2 separate regions of the Mus musculus genome follow, and region 2 is linked to region 1. Evidence: chromatin contacts called from public HiChIP or PLAC-seq data. All regions are on one chromosome and are shown on one strand. Each heading gives the region's core, a stretch centred on a gene start, on an enhancer-like site or on the middle of the called end of the contact. The rest is flanking DNA. Distances are from core to core; before and after follow the strand shown. Region 1 overlaps Tgfbr2 (transforming growth factor, beta receptor II). Region 2 has its middle 32 kb from the start of D730003K21Rik.

Region 1 (5,747 bases), core at 1,869-4,368:
GGGAAGAGGGAAGAGGGAAGAGGGAGGGGAAGAGGGAAAGGGAGAGGGTTAAGGGGGAGGGGGAGGGGAGGGGGAGGGAGAGGGAGAGGGAGAGGGGGAGGAAAGAGGAAGGGGAAGGGGGAGGAGGGAGGGGGGAGGGGGAGAGAGAGGGAGAGGGGGAGGAAAGAGGGAGGGGAAGGGGGAGGAGGGAGGGGGGAGGGGGAGGGAGAGGGAGAGGGAGAGGGGGAGGGAAGAGGGAGGGGGAGATAGATCCTCCTTAAGTGCCTAGAGAATCTAAATCCCTTCATTTCCCAGTGACACAGAATCTGTACTGGGAGGTTTTGGAGCTGCTTGGCTAAGGAGGAAGGAGGGAGATGAAAATCGTTTAGTTATTTGATGTTTGGGACTACAAAAAAAAATGATTGCCTTTCCATTCACCTAGTTTGTTTTATCTATAAACGGCTTTTTAAAAACATCCTTGCCAAATATATATTTTTAAACTCTTCAGGGACAGCCAAGTTTCCCCCGAAGTAGCTATTGGATTAATCTTTAAGAAATACAGATAATTATTACTTAATCCCTTAATTTACTTGCTGGGTGAATATAAATTTGTGCCTATGTTCTTTTTTTTCTTGAAAGAGCTGTAGTGAGCACTAAGACTCATGAGCTATTAATGGAAGTTGATGAAACCCTCGCAGCCAAACTCTATCCGGAGAACTCGCTCCATAAGCCTGGTGTACATTCACAGGCAGCTGCTCCCCTGCCCCTGCCCCTGCCCCTGCCCCTGCCCCTGCCCCTGCCCCTGCCCCTGCCCCTGCCCCTGCCCCAGCCCAACAGCATGGATTGTAGAGAATTCTTCATGGAGCCACAGGAAGGCAGTCTACAAGTGGCTTATTTATCAATCTTTAACTTGGACATTTTAACCAGACATTGAGTTTATACAAATCTTTTGACAGAATAGTGAACTGTGCTATTCAGATGAAGACAATATGGGTTGGGCTCTGATGGACACAATGTAGGCGGGGCTCTGGTCTTGGCTATTCTGCTTCTCTTAGGAGCTTTTCCTGTTTCCTTCCAGTCTTCTTGCCTTTTGTAACTGACTTGTCCCAGAGCCAATCCTATGAATAGTGGACAACCCTAAAGCACCAGAATGGCCTTCAGGAGAGCGACAAGGCCTGCTCGGGATTGTCACCCAAGGACCCAGCTAGACAAGATGCCCCAGAAGAACTTGCCTTTGCCTTTGGGTGAAGTTGCTGGATCTGCCCACTGCCCAGACTTGCCATAAGCATAAGGATACCCAGCACATGAGCACCGTCCAAGGAATAGAAGCTTCCTGCAGCAGAGAGGCGGGAGGTGGGATGGGGAACACATCCCGAGGGCCTGGGGAGGTGTCCTGTGCATGTGTCCTCTCTGAACCCCATCTGGGTCTGGCTGCTTTTCCTGGGTGCAGTAGCTCAGTAGCTTGGGCAGTCCAGCTTTGGACCACTCTGCGGTCCTGTTCGTGTGGGCCTTGTACTTGGTGCTGTGACAGGGCAGTGAATCTGTCAGAGGAGCTACATAGATAAGGTAGACTCTCCAGAGCGAATACAGGCTTACACCTGACGTGAGAGTGTTTGTGCCCCACACCTTGGCTGGCTCACTGCAGGATCTGACCTGCTCCTCTTTTCTTTCTTCATCTCTCCCTCTTTCATCTTGTTTATTTTCTCTGTCTCTGTCTCTCCCCTCCAGCTCCCCTTCTTCCATTTCCTTCCCTCTGTACCCCTCTTTTTCTCTTTCTCTTTCCTTTTTTTTGTGTTTGTTTGTTTGTTTGGTTGGTTGGTTGGTTGGGTTTTTGTTTTTCGAGACAGGGTTTCTCTGTGTAGCCCTGGCTGTCTTGGAACTCACTCTGTAGACCAGGCTGGCCTGGAACTCAGAAATCTACCTGCCTCTGCCTCCCAAGTGCTGGGATTAAAGGCATGCACCACCACTGCCCGGCTTCTCTTTCCTTTCAAAAAAACATTTTTGAACTGGGGTCTTACAATGTAGCTCAGGCTGTCTTCAATCCTCCTGCCTCAGCCTATCGGGTTTTGGGATTGCAAGTGAGGTTCATACCATGCCAGGCTTGAATGATCTTCGTCAGAGCAAGCCAGGGAGGCCAGAGCCCACTGTTGTCTGTGTTTGTCTCTGTCATCGTGCGGTTCAGGGGCTCTGTCTTTAAGTCTTCAGTCTCGATGACAAGGACAGAAACTGCCACCAGATCTTTTTCTTTTCTCAGCAACAGGGAAGAGGAAGAAGAGCCCCGTGGGCCAGGCATTTCTAGTGACCCTGATCTTTCACTGATTGTTGAGATTGTTGTAGTTACCGAGCAGGAAGCACAAGGCATTGCAAGTAGATTTCAGAGCATGAAATTGGTCGTCCTTGACAGGTTTTAATAAAGTGCTAATGAAGTGCCTTGAATATGGATGTGTGCTTGTGTGTATATGTTGGTAGTGGAGAATGACCCCAGATCACATTCTGGGAGAATGTCACCTGTCTTTTTCTAGACAGTGTTTCTCACAGACCTGGAGATCACCGAGTAGGCTATGCCAACTGCCAGCAAGTCCCAGGCATCCTCCTGTCTCTACCTCCTAGCACTGGGATTACAAGAGTGTGCCACTTCTGACTTTTGACGTGGGCTTTGGGATTGAACTTGGGTCCTCATGCCTTGCAAGGCAAACACTTTGTTGACCAAACACTACTATCTCCACAGCCCATTTAATAAAGTACAGTGACCCCTGTCACCTTCCTTCAGCCTCTGTGATTTCACAGTAAGGTGCTGTCTAGCACCGATGCCCAGGGACCATAAGACATTGCCTCCTGGAGACACTCACTTCACTCTTCCATGGCAAAATACTTTAATGACACAAGGAAGTGGAGTCAAGACTTTTTTTTTTTAACCCTGAAACTTAGTTAGGAAGCATTTTTGCATCTGTTGGATGGCTTGCAGTAATTGTCTTCCATATTGCGTAGGAGTGGGAACTTTTGATTCCCACAGACTTGCTTCTTTGTTCTGGGGGGGAGGCCATGTGACAGGCCAGTGGGCTGGTCCCACCTGGTCTCCTGAGCCGTGGGTGTTAGCTGCCGGCATGGCAAACCACATCGCTGTCTGCCAGATGGTGGCTTGGGTGTCTGACTCTGAAATGCCAGCTGCAATTAAAACCCATTCCGAGATCGAGTCTTTCAGCGTGGGCCCAGATGGCGAGCTGGCCTCTGGGCCTGCGATCACTTAAGAGGCCAAGTCTAAGAGAAAGCAGATGGAAAGAGCTGTAGGAGGAGACATGCTGTGAAGAGCAAGGAAAACAGCCTTCCATTTTGCCAGCTCTAAAACCCACAGAGAAAAGGGGAAATGGCGGGTCTCCCTGCTGCGTGCAGTGACCCTCTACCTCAGATAAGAATAACTTCAGACTTGCTAGGCGGATGGATGGGTTGAGTGTACAGAGCTAGGTGTAAAGTGTGTGTGTGTGTGTGTGTGTGTGTGTGTGTGTGTGTGTGTGTGTAAACCAGAGGGCAACATCAGGTGTCATTCCTCAGGTGACAAATATTTACCTTTAAAAAATGTATATTATTTAGAACAGGGGCCTTCATTAGTTGGAGCTTGCCAAATAAGTCAGCTAGGCTAACTGGCCAGCAGACTCCAAGAATATGCCTGTGTCCAACTTCCAATTGCACTGCCATGCCCAGCTCCCTCCTGCCTGCCTTCCTTCCTCCTTCCTTCCTTCCTTCCTTCCTTCCTTCCTTCCTTCCTTCCTTCCTTCCTTTCTCTTTCTTTCTTTCTTTCTTTCTTTCTTTCTTTCTTTCTTTCTTTCTTTCTTTCTTTCTTTCTCTCTCTCTCTCTCTCTCTCTCTCTCTCTCTCTCTCTCTCTCTCTTTCTTTTGTCTTTCTTTCTTTCTTTTTTGTCATGGGGGCTGAGGATTAAAATCCGTTCTGAGCTATAGTCTCTCTATCCCACATTTAGCTTTTTAATGAAACCTTAGTCCTGGCACTGCCATGAAGCTATTCTGCATATACAATTGGCAGCTGTAGTTAATTGTTTTTGACCAAAGGAGGTTACCATCGATCATGTGACTCTGTTGTACACTACAAAAGTGAGCAGTGGAGTTTCCTGGGGAAGAACTCTGACCAGAAACTTCATCATGAGTTCCTGTCTGGTTTCCATACTTCTAGTCTGCTCTATGAATGTCTAACACACCAGCCCCCACAGCTCTGTGAGCTTGTGCACGAGCTACACCTGCAGATTCAATATTTCCCCTGAGGGATTTGAGTGTGTATTCACACTTGACAAGCTCAGCTTCAAGGCATAGTGAGTTCTGTTCACTACTTGCTGTGGGTTATTCTTCAAGATGCTTTGCCTTCGACTGCAGCAATAGCAATGGCACTCTTAAATATACAGCACCAAGCCAGGCATCACAGTCATGTGTGGAGTCAATGAGTTCTCAGGTTCTCCACAAACCTGGACCGTACTAAAGGGGTGCATGAATTCAGAGGTATATGAGTAGGGCTGGTGAATCGCTCATCAGATATAAGTCCTCTTTGCACAGTCCTGAAGAACCTAGTTGGATCCCTGAGACCCAAGTAAAGCTGGAAGAGAAAACCAACTCTACAAAGTTATCCCGTGTCCATGCTAGGGCATGCTGTGCCCCCACCTCACATACACGAGAATAATCAATAATCAGGAGAACACAGTTCAATGTTACATGAAGACACTGCTGGCAGAATGTTAAGCATTCTTGATGAATTTTCCCCTAACCTTCCAGCCACCAGTAAACACTGTTTCAAAGACATGGGCCAAGAAGTCCTAATCCCAATTTAAAAATCTGAGCCCTTCTTACCCCCACAATCCTTAGACAACAGTGCTTGTCTAGAAATTAACACCTCCCTTCCCAGTGAGAGCTCAGAGCCTTCGGCAGTGAGTTTGGGGCAATGGGAGAGAACGATGCAGTAACCTTTGTGCCGGGGTGAAGGTTTTGCTATTACTCAAGGGCTTGTGGAAGAGAAGTGAAATGTGTTATGTCTCATGAGTCTGTCACATGCTCTGACAGCTGTCCCTTTCATAGGACAGCATGAGACTTTCTAGGTGAGAGAGCCTCCTATTACTGGAACTTCTTTTCAGAGAACACTTCGAATAATTAATTTGCCTGCTACTGGTATAAAATTCCCAAAGGATGGCCAGCCGCTAATGGAGGATCTGTAGCAATTAAAATGTGTTGCCTTCATAGCAGACTGTTTAAGCAAACACACGGTGTGTAACAAAGCTATCAAACTGAAAAGCGTTTTGAATTTTGGGTTGAGGTTGTTGAAGAGTCAGTTAGGTTGTCTTGGTGGTGTTGGAGTTGTTTTGTGTCTTTACATAAGGGCTGGTGAAGTGGAAACTCCTGGTTTAAGCCTACAGTCTGGGGACTGAAGTCAGGATCTCCTGCTTGCAAGGCAAGTGATGCACTGACTAGCTCACCCCTCCGGCTAGGAGAGAGTTCTTGGGTTTGTTTAGAATTGTATCTTTGTCCCTAGCTGTTGATCTAGATGCACATCCTTGCGGTGCCATCCCTTTGGCCTCTGAAGCATCACAGATTAAACATAAGAATCACTGCTGTGTGCGTAAGGGCTTGGCTGGCACCGATTCTCCCTAGGGATTGGGACAGGCATATGCAGCACGACTGCCTCCCTCCACCTGTCCTCATGACCTCACGAGGTCTTTGGGAATTCTTGAGGGAGGGAGGCTTGGGATTTCACCTGTTGCTTTGAGGCTGCTGGGG
Region 2 (5,747 bases), core at 2,302-4,801, 160 kb before region 1:
TCTACTTCGTCAACCATGCTGATGTATTAGTCACTTTCTTTGTTCCTGTGGGGATGGGGGGAAATGACAAAAGCAATTTTGAGAAGGGTTGACTTCACCCCATAGTTCATAGTCCATCACTGTGGGGAAGGCACGGCGGCAGGAGCATGAGGCAGCTCGTCAGAGTGCGTCCACAGTCAGAAAGCTCAGAGGAGCGAACACAGTTTACTCTCACCTCTTTCATTCAGCCCTGGACCCCCACCCCATGGAGACGCCCACATTTCAGATGGTTGTTTCCACACTGACTCGCTCAATCCAGAAAATCTTTACAGATATGCACTGCTGTTTGTCTCCTAGATGGTTCCAGATGCTGGCAAGGCGACAGTCAGTGTTAACTATTACAGCCTGGACCAGCGGGGTAAGCTGAGGGGTTTTTGTTTTTGCTTTTTTTTTTTTTTTTTTAAGAATCACCCTCTTTCACTAGGTGGTTATCCCCTCAAGGATCAGGAATTGAATCATGAAACTTGCAGTATACCTTCAGGTCATGTATGCCGGAAGCATCATATAGACTGGAGCAATGGAGAATCCAGAGCAAAGTTTCCTTGGGCATGATATTGGAAGGTCTTTGGGACAAGGTGGCATTGAATCTAAAGAGAGAAGGAAGAAGACACAATCAAGTGGAAAGCTGGGGAGGAAGCGTTTGACATGAAAGAAACAGATATTTCCTGCTGGTGAGAATGAACCTGGTGTGCTTGGGACTCTGGGTGTGTGTGTGTGTGTGTGTGTGCGCGCGCGCGCGCGCGTGCACGTGTAAATGCCATTATCACTATAGTATCCTGGACAAAGGGTCAGTATGACATGACATATCTGATCAACCTCCAAAGCCACGGGCCAAAAACTATGCATGAGCCAAAAAGACACCCTTGCTCTCCCTGTACCTGTTGAGATGATGGGATTCCCAGAGAGGCATTTCCTGGTCCTAAAATCTTAATACAAGATATATCTTAGACTGCTTCCTCTTACTTTTCATGTGCTTCTGTAGGGACTGGCTTCCTCTGCATCAGACGAACAACCTTAATTCTATTCCAACTGATTTTAAGGAGCTCACAAAACAAGAAGAGGCAAAGAAACAGTGAATATGACTTTTCCTCCATGAGAGTATGAGAGTCAAGGCAGTGTGACAGGACTGACATCCCGGCTGGGTTCTGATGGACAACGGTGGCCATGAGAGGAGGGAAGGAGAGGAGACATCTCTTAGGCAGCAGCTGTTTAAGTCAGTCTGAGTCCATCGACACGGCCTGTTCCAAGAACCTTGAGTCATCTGTGGGTGAGCGGGAAGAGCCACTTCATACAGATAGCTATGAGACACACAGATCCTGAGGCCCCAACTCTGTAACCCAGGGCTCCTGTGCAAACCCCATCCAAGTTCATGGTCAGGGCAGAGTTCACCGGCTAGTCTAATCAACAGGCGTCTGTGTTTAGTCTTCTTTAGTGTTTAAAAAATTCAGTCTGGTGGCAATATTAAAATCTGGGGAATTTTCAGGTCTCCTTTGGAGAAATGCGTACTTGTATCTTTAGCCATTTTTAAGCTGAGTTTTTCTTTCTATTGAGAGATAGGCATTTCTTGCACCTGCAATAGTGACCTTCCTGACATCTGGCCTGCAACTCTTTCCTCTGTGTCGTTGGTTCGCTCCATGTCGTGAATGTGACAGAGTTGTGGCTGTTTGTTGTTACATTCTGAGCTTTAGATATTACAGCCAGAACAAGACTAGAGAAGCTTTCCCCAGTCTCTTCTGTGATCTGAGATCTTATGTTGAAGTCTTCAGTCAATTTTAAGTTGATGCCTTTGTGAGTTCAGTGTCATGCCAAACATGTGGCTGTATGGTCCCTGCCATCGTTATTGTGAATTGCATTCTTTGGTGGGTAAGTTCTTCATTTTCACAAGCACGAGTTCACTGGCCTCTTCCTTCCTTGGCAGGGCTGTTTTAGCCTGTTCTTCATTTCTATTCTTGCATTCTTCATTGTTTTATTATTTTCACACCTACCTGAATATCAGTTATATTTTCATAGGGACTTATACCCTGTGATTATAACCAACACATCCATTAACTATATATTTAATATGACTTATTATACTATATGTTTCTAAGATCTATAAGGGCAATGCTTCAATTTAACCTTAACAGAGGTGCTGTTAATATTTCAGGTAAGAAAACCTTTTGTTGATATTTTCTATTAATTCTTTTTTTTTAATCTAGAGAGGTAATTTTTTACTGAAATAGGTTAAAATGTTCTTCAAACTGTGAATATTTTGACTTTATCAAACATCTGCATTTATGAAGATAATTACAATTTCTTCTTGATTTTTAAAAATACTTTTTTGTTTTTGTTTTTTTCGAGACAGGGTTTCTCTGTATAGCCCTGGCTGTCCTGGAACTCACTTTGTAGACCAGGTTGGCCTCAAACTCAGAAATCCGCCTGCCTCTGCCTCCCGAGTACTGTGATTAAAGGTGTGCGCCACCACACCCGGCCTTGTTGATTAGTGTTCTTAACGATGAACCACCTGACGTTTCTGAAATCTCGCCCACTTGCATGTGGTGCTTTCAGATCATTGTTGGGTGTTATTGGAAAAGGGATTGTCAAAGGCTTTTCTATCAATGAGCATGAAAGAGTTTGACCTGCAGTGTCAGTCTCAAAATATGTCAATCTTTCTTCAGCGCCAATGTTAGGAACTCAGCCAAGTAAGACCCAGCCGGAGTGACTGCACTGTCTTTAGAGATTGCATCCTTTCCTGGAGAGGAAGAGGTTAGGAGCAGGCCACCTTAATGCACTCTGGAACGGGCAGGATTCAAGTTTCTGTTCTGTTGAGGCCTGCCCTGTTTCGGATTTTTGCCCTCCTCCTGAGACACAGCTATCTAGCCTCTGAACTGCATATTTGCAGAGCACCCTCCTTTGAAATGCCCTGATATTAAAATTCTACCTCATCAGCATCCCAGCCTGCTAAAAAGCTCTGCCTAACACCTTAGACTTGAGCCCTCCTCCCTGCCTCCTTAGATGCCTCCGCTGTGTGCACAGTCTACAATTCTGCAGTGAAACCAGAAGCTGCACAGCAGTCAACAGTGGTGCTTCTCCTTCCTATGGGACCTTAGAGCCATCGCATGTTCTGGCTTACAAACAATCTTTGTCTCCATCGTGTGTCACCTCAGGCTAGGAAGAGTGAGAAAAGCTTCGGCTGTCGTCTTTCTGCTTGTTTCCTTTGTCCCCCACACCACCTATCAAGTGAGAGAGAAGGAGAGAGAGAGAGAGAGACCAGAAGGAAGTTACATTCCAGGAGACTTGGTGATGTCAGCTTTTCCATGAGTCTCAGGTCGTTATCATGGGCAACCCTATCATTTCTCTACCCCTCCTGATACAACTGGATCTTGCTCAGTTCTATCCATCTGTATAGGAACTGGGTTATAGAGATTGCTCAGAAGGTAAGGTTATTGCCACTCAAGCATTGAGGACCCACTCAGATCTGGAGCAGCCACATAAAAGGCCTGGCACACAAGTGCTGGTGTGTGATCTCAGCACTGGGGAAGCAGAGAGAGGAGACTTCCGGGGGAATGGGGCCCAGCCAGCCTAGCTGAACCAGCAGCAGGCCTGAGGTCCCATTGAGAGATCCGGTCTCAAAACATTAAATGGGGCAGATGGAAGGATGTCTCATGGCTTAAAGTACTTACTGCTCTTACAGAGCACCTGGGTTTAGTTTTTAGCACCCACCCAAGATGGCTCACAGCCATCCATAACTTCGGTTCTAGAGGATCCGAAACCTTCTTCTGGCCTTCGAGGGTACCAGAAACTCATGTGCTGTACAGACACATAAGCTGGCTAAACATAAACATTAAAAAAAAGAAAAGGTAGAGAATGATTAAGGAAGGCATAGAGGCCTCTGACTCACACACACACACACACACACACACAGAGGAGAGTGGGTTTCAGGGAGAGCAAACACATCACTAGAAAAGCCTTCAGTTTGGATCCCTCTGCAAGTGCGTCTCAGTGTATCAAGTTGAGGTTCAAACCCAGGGCTCCTTCTAAACTGGCCTGCCTTTCTCCACCATGATACCTCCTGGATGGCACCTAAAATGTATCCCCAAAGCTTACATCCTATCCTTCAAAGCTTCCTGGGGTAGGACTATTTTTCACCAGACTAGAGCATGAATATATTCTTGAAGCTGAGCACAGATACTCTACAAATAGGCCAGAACGCTTAGTCAGACCAGTTGGCCAGCAGGGAGCCATCATCCTGCAATCCTTCAATTTTTCACCCTTAAAAAAGTCATTCCAGGATAAATGGATGGCAACTTCGGCCAGCAGACAGGAGCTAGGAAGATTCAGGCATGGGTGATCCTTCGAAGACTGGAAAAACATTCGCAGGCATTCCAGGAAGCCTTAGGAGTGAAAGCAGAGGTGATATTCATCTAAAAGGAAGGCAAGTGGCTCAGTTGGCCCCCGCCCAGCCCCCCTTCCCTCCAAGCAGCTCCCTGGTGGAACTTTTCCTTCCTGCTGGTGCTAACTGCTCTTCAAGAAAGTTCTTGTTTCTCAAGAGGCCCCTGGCTGGGTGAGGTGCCTTCAATTTAAGAACAAAAGCTAGCTAGCTTGCTCTCTCTCTCTCTCTCTCTCTCTCTCTCTCTCTCTCTCGCTCTCCCTCTCACTCTTTCGCTCTCCTGTCTGATCTTCATTCTCATTTTCTCCGCCACTCTTCTCACTCTCTCTCTCCTATCTTATTTTTTGTCTCCTCCTTTCCCACCCCTCCCTGATTCCGTCTAACAAGCGCAGCCACAGGCCGGAGGATGGAGTAGCATTCCTAGGTAGTGTCCGCATAGAGCACACACCCATAAGAGACTCACGCTCTGGATTTCTTCCCTTACAAACACCACCAGTTCTGCCACTGTGGTGCATTTGAGAGTCTCTCCACAGACCTCCATCCAACGACTTTTGGGATTTGGGTCATGTGACCAGTCTGCTCCAAGGTGTTCATGAGATAGCCAGCTTGAAAACTTCTCCAGAGCCAACTACAGGAACACAGATTTCTGCCTGGCTGCTTGTGCGAAACCATCGTTCGCTGGTGCTTGTTCTACTGGAAATGAAGTCCGTGCCTCCATGAGAGATTTCTAATGCAGGAAGAGGTATTTTTATGCCAAAATGGCAGCCATGGATGTTATACCCTTGCCCCTGAAGAAGGCGAGCCTGTGGTTTCTTACTGACTCCCTGAGCATCCTCACCATGTTATTTCATTCACGCAACTTCACCAATACCATTAGTGGTAACTGCCATAATGAAACTCACTAAGACAAAGACACTTTGGCTTTACACACACACACCACTCATGGGCTCTACTAAAGGAAGTTCCAAAGTGTGAGATTTTTGAAACAAAAGATAGCTTATGTCATAGGAAGTATCTATCAGGCACAGAGGGACATGGAGAGAAGGTTTCCATATTCTGGCAGGTTCAGTCAGTGTTAACTACCTGGGAGCAGCTCAGAGACACCATATGGGAGAACCCGTCAAAGAACTGCAATCCAGGCTATCTGGCCACACAGTCCTTTGCGCGGACTGTAACTACACGGTTTAAATATGAGCTGTTCTGCATACGTTCATCTCTTTGAACATTTGCTCCCCAGCTGCTGGCTGTTTGGTAGACTTGTGGAGCCATTAGGAAGTCCAGCCTTGCTGTTAGAAGTCTATCCCTGGAATAGGCCTTGAGGTTTGCAAGCCCAGCCCTC

What was found. HiChIP or PLAC-seq counts read pairs in DNA pulled down with a chosen protein or histone mark.
Region 2: a BATF HiChIP or PLAC-seq map of CD8 T cells shows a contact between it and region 1, with 10 read pairs. The contact joins two enhancer-like sites. A contact is called at or near these places in 1 of 15 datasets of contacts at CTCF or cohesin (CD8 T cells), 1 of 484 Hi-C or Micro-C datasets (effector CD8 T cells) and 2 of 115 datasets of contacts at active chromatin or transcription factors (CD8 T cells and regulatory T cell precursor).

The regions. Positions count from the first base shown.
Region 1 is chr9:116,136,257-116,142,003 of GRCm38.p6, reverse strand. All of the region lies in intron 2 of Tgfbr2 (transforming growth factor, beta receptor II), which reads left to right. Among named protein-coding and RNA genes, the nearest start is that of Gm31292, 6.2 kb to the left of the region's middle. Within about 2 kb of position 3,118, at least 90 of the 459 cell types and tissues checked have an H3K27ac peak or open chromatin away from gene starts, as enhancers often do. A contact at or near this core is called in CD8 T cells, where this site is marked.
Region 2 is chr9:116,292,060-116,297,806 of GRCm38.p6, reverse strand. No RefSeq gene overlaps it. Among named protein-coding and RNA genes, the nearest start is that of D730003K21Rik, 32 kb to the left of the region's middle. Within about 2 kb of position 3,551, at least 48 of the 459 cell types and tissues checked have an H3K27ac peak or open chromatin away from gene starts, as enhancers often do. A contact at or near this core is called in CD8 T cells, where this site is marked.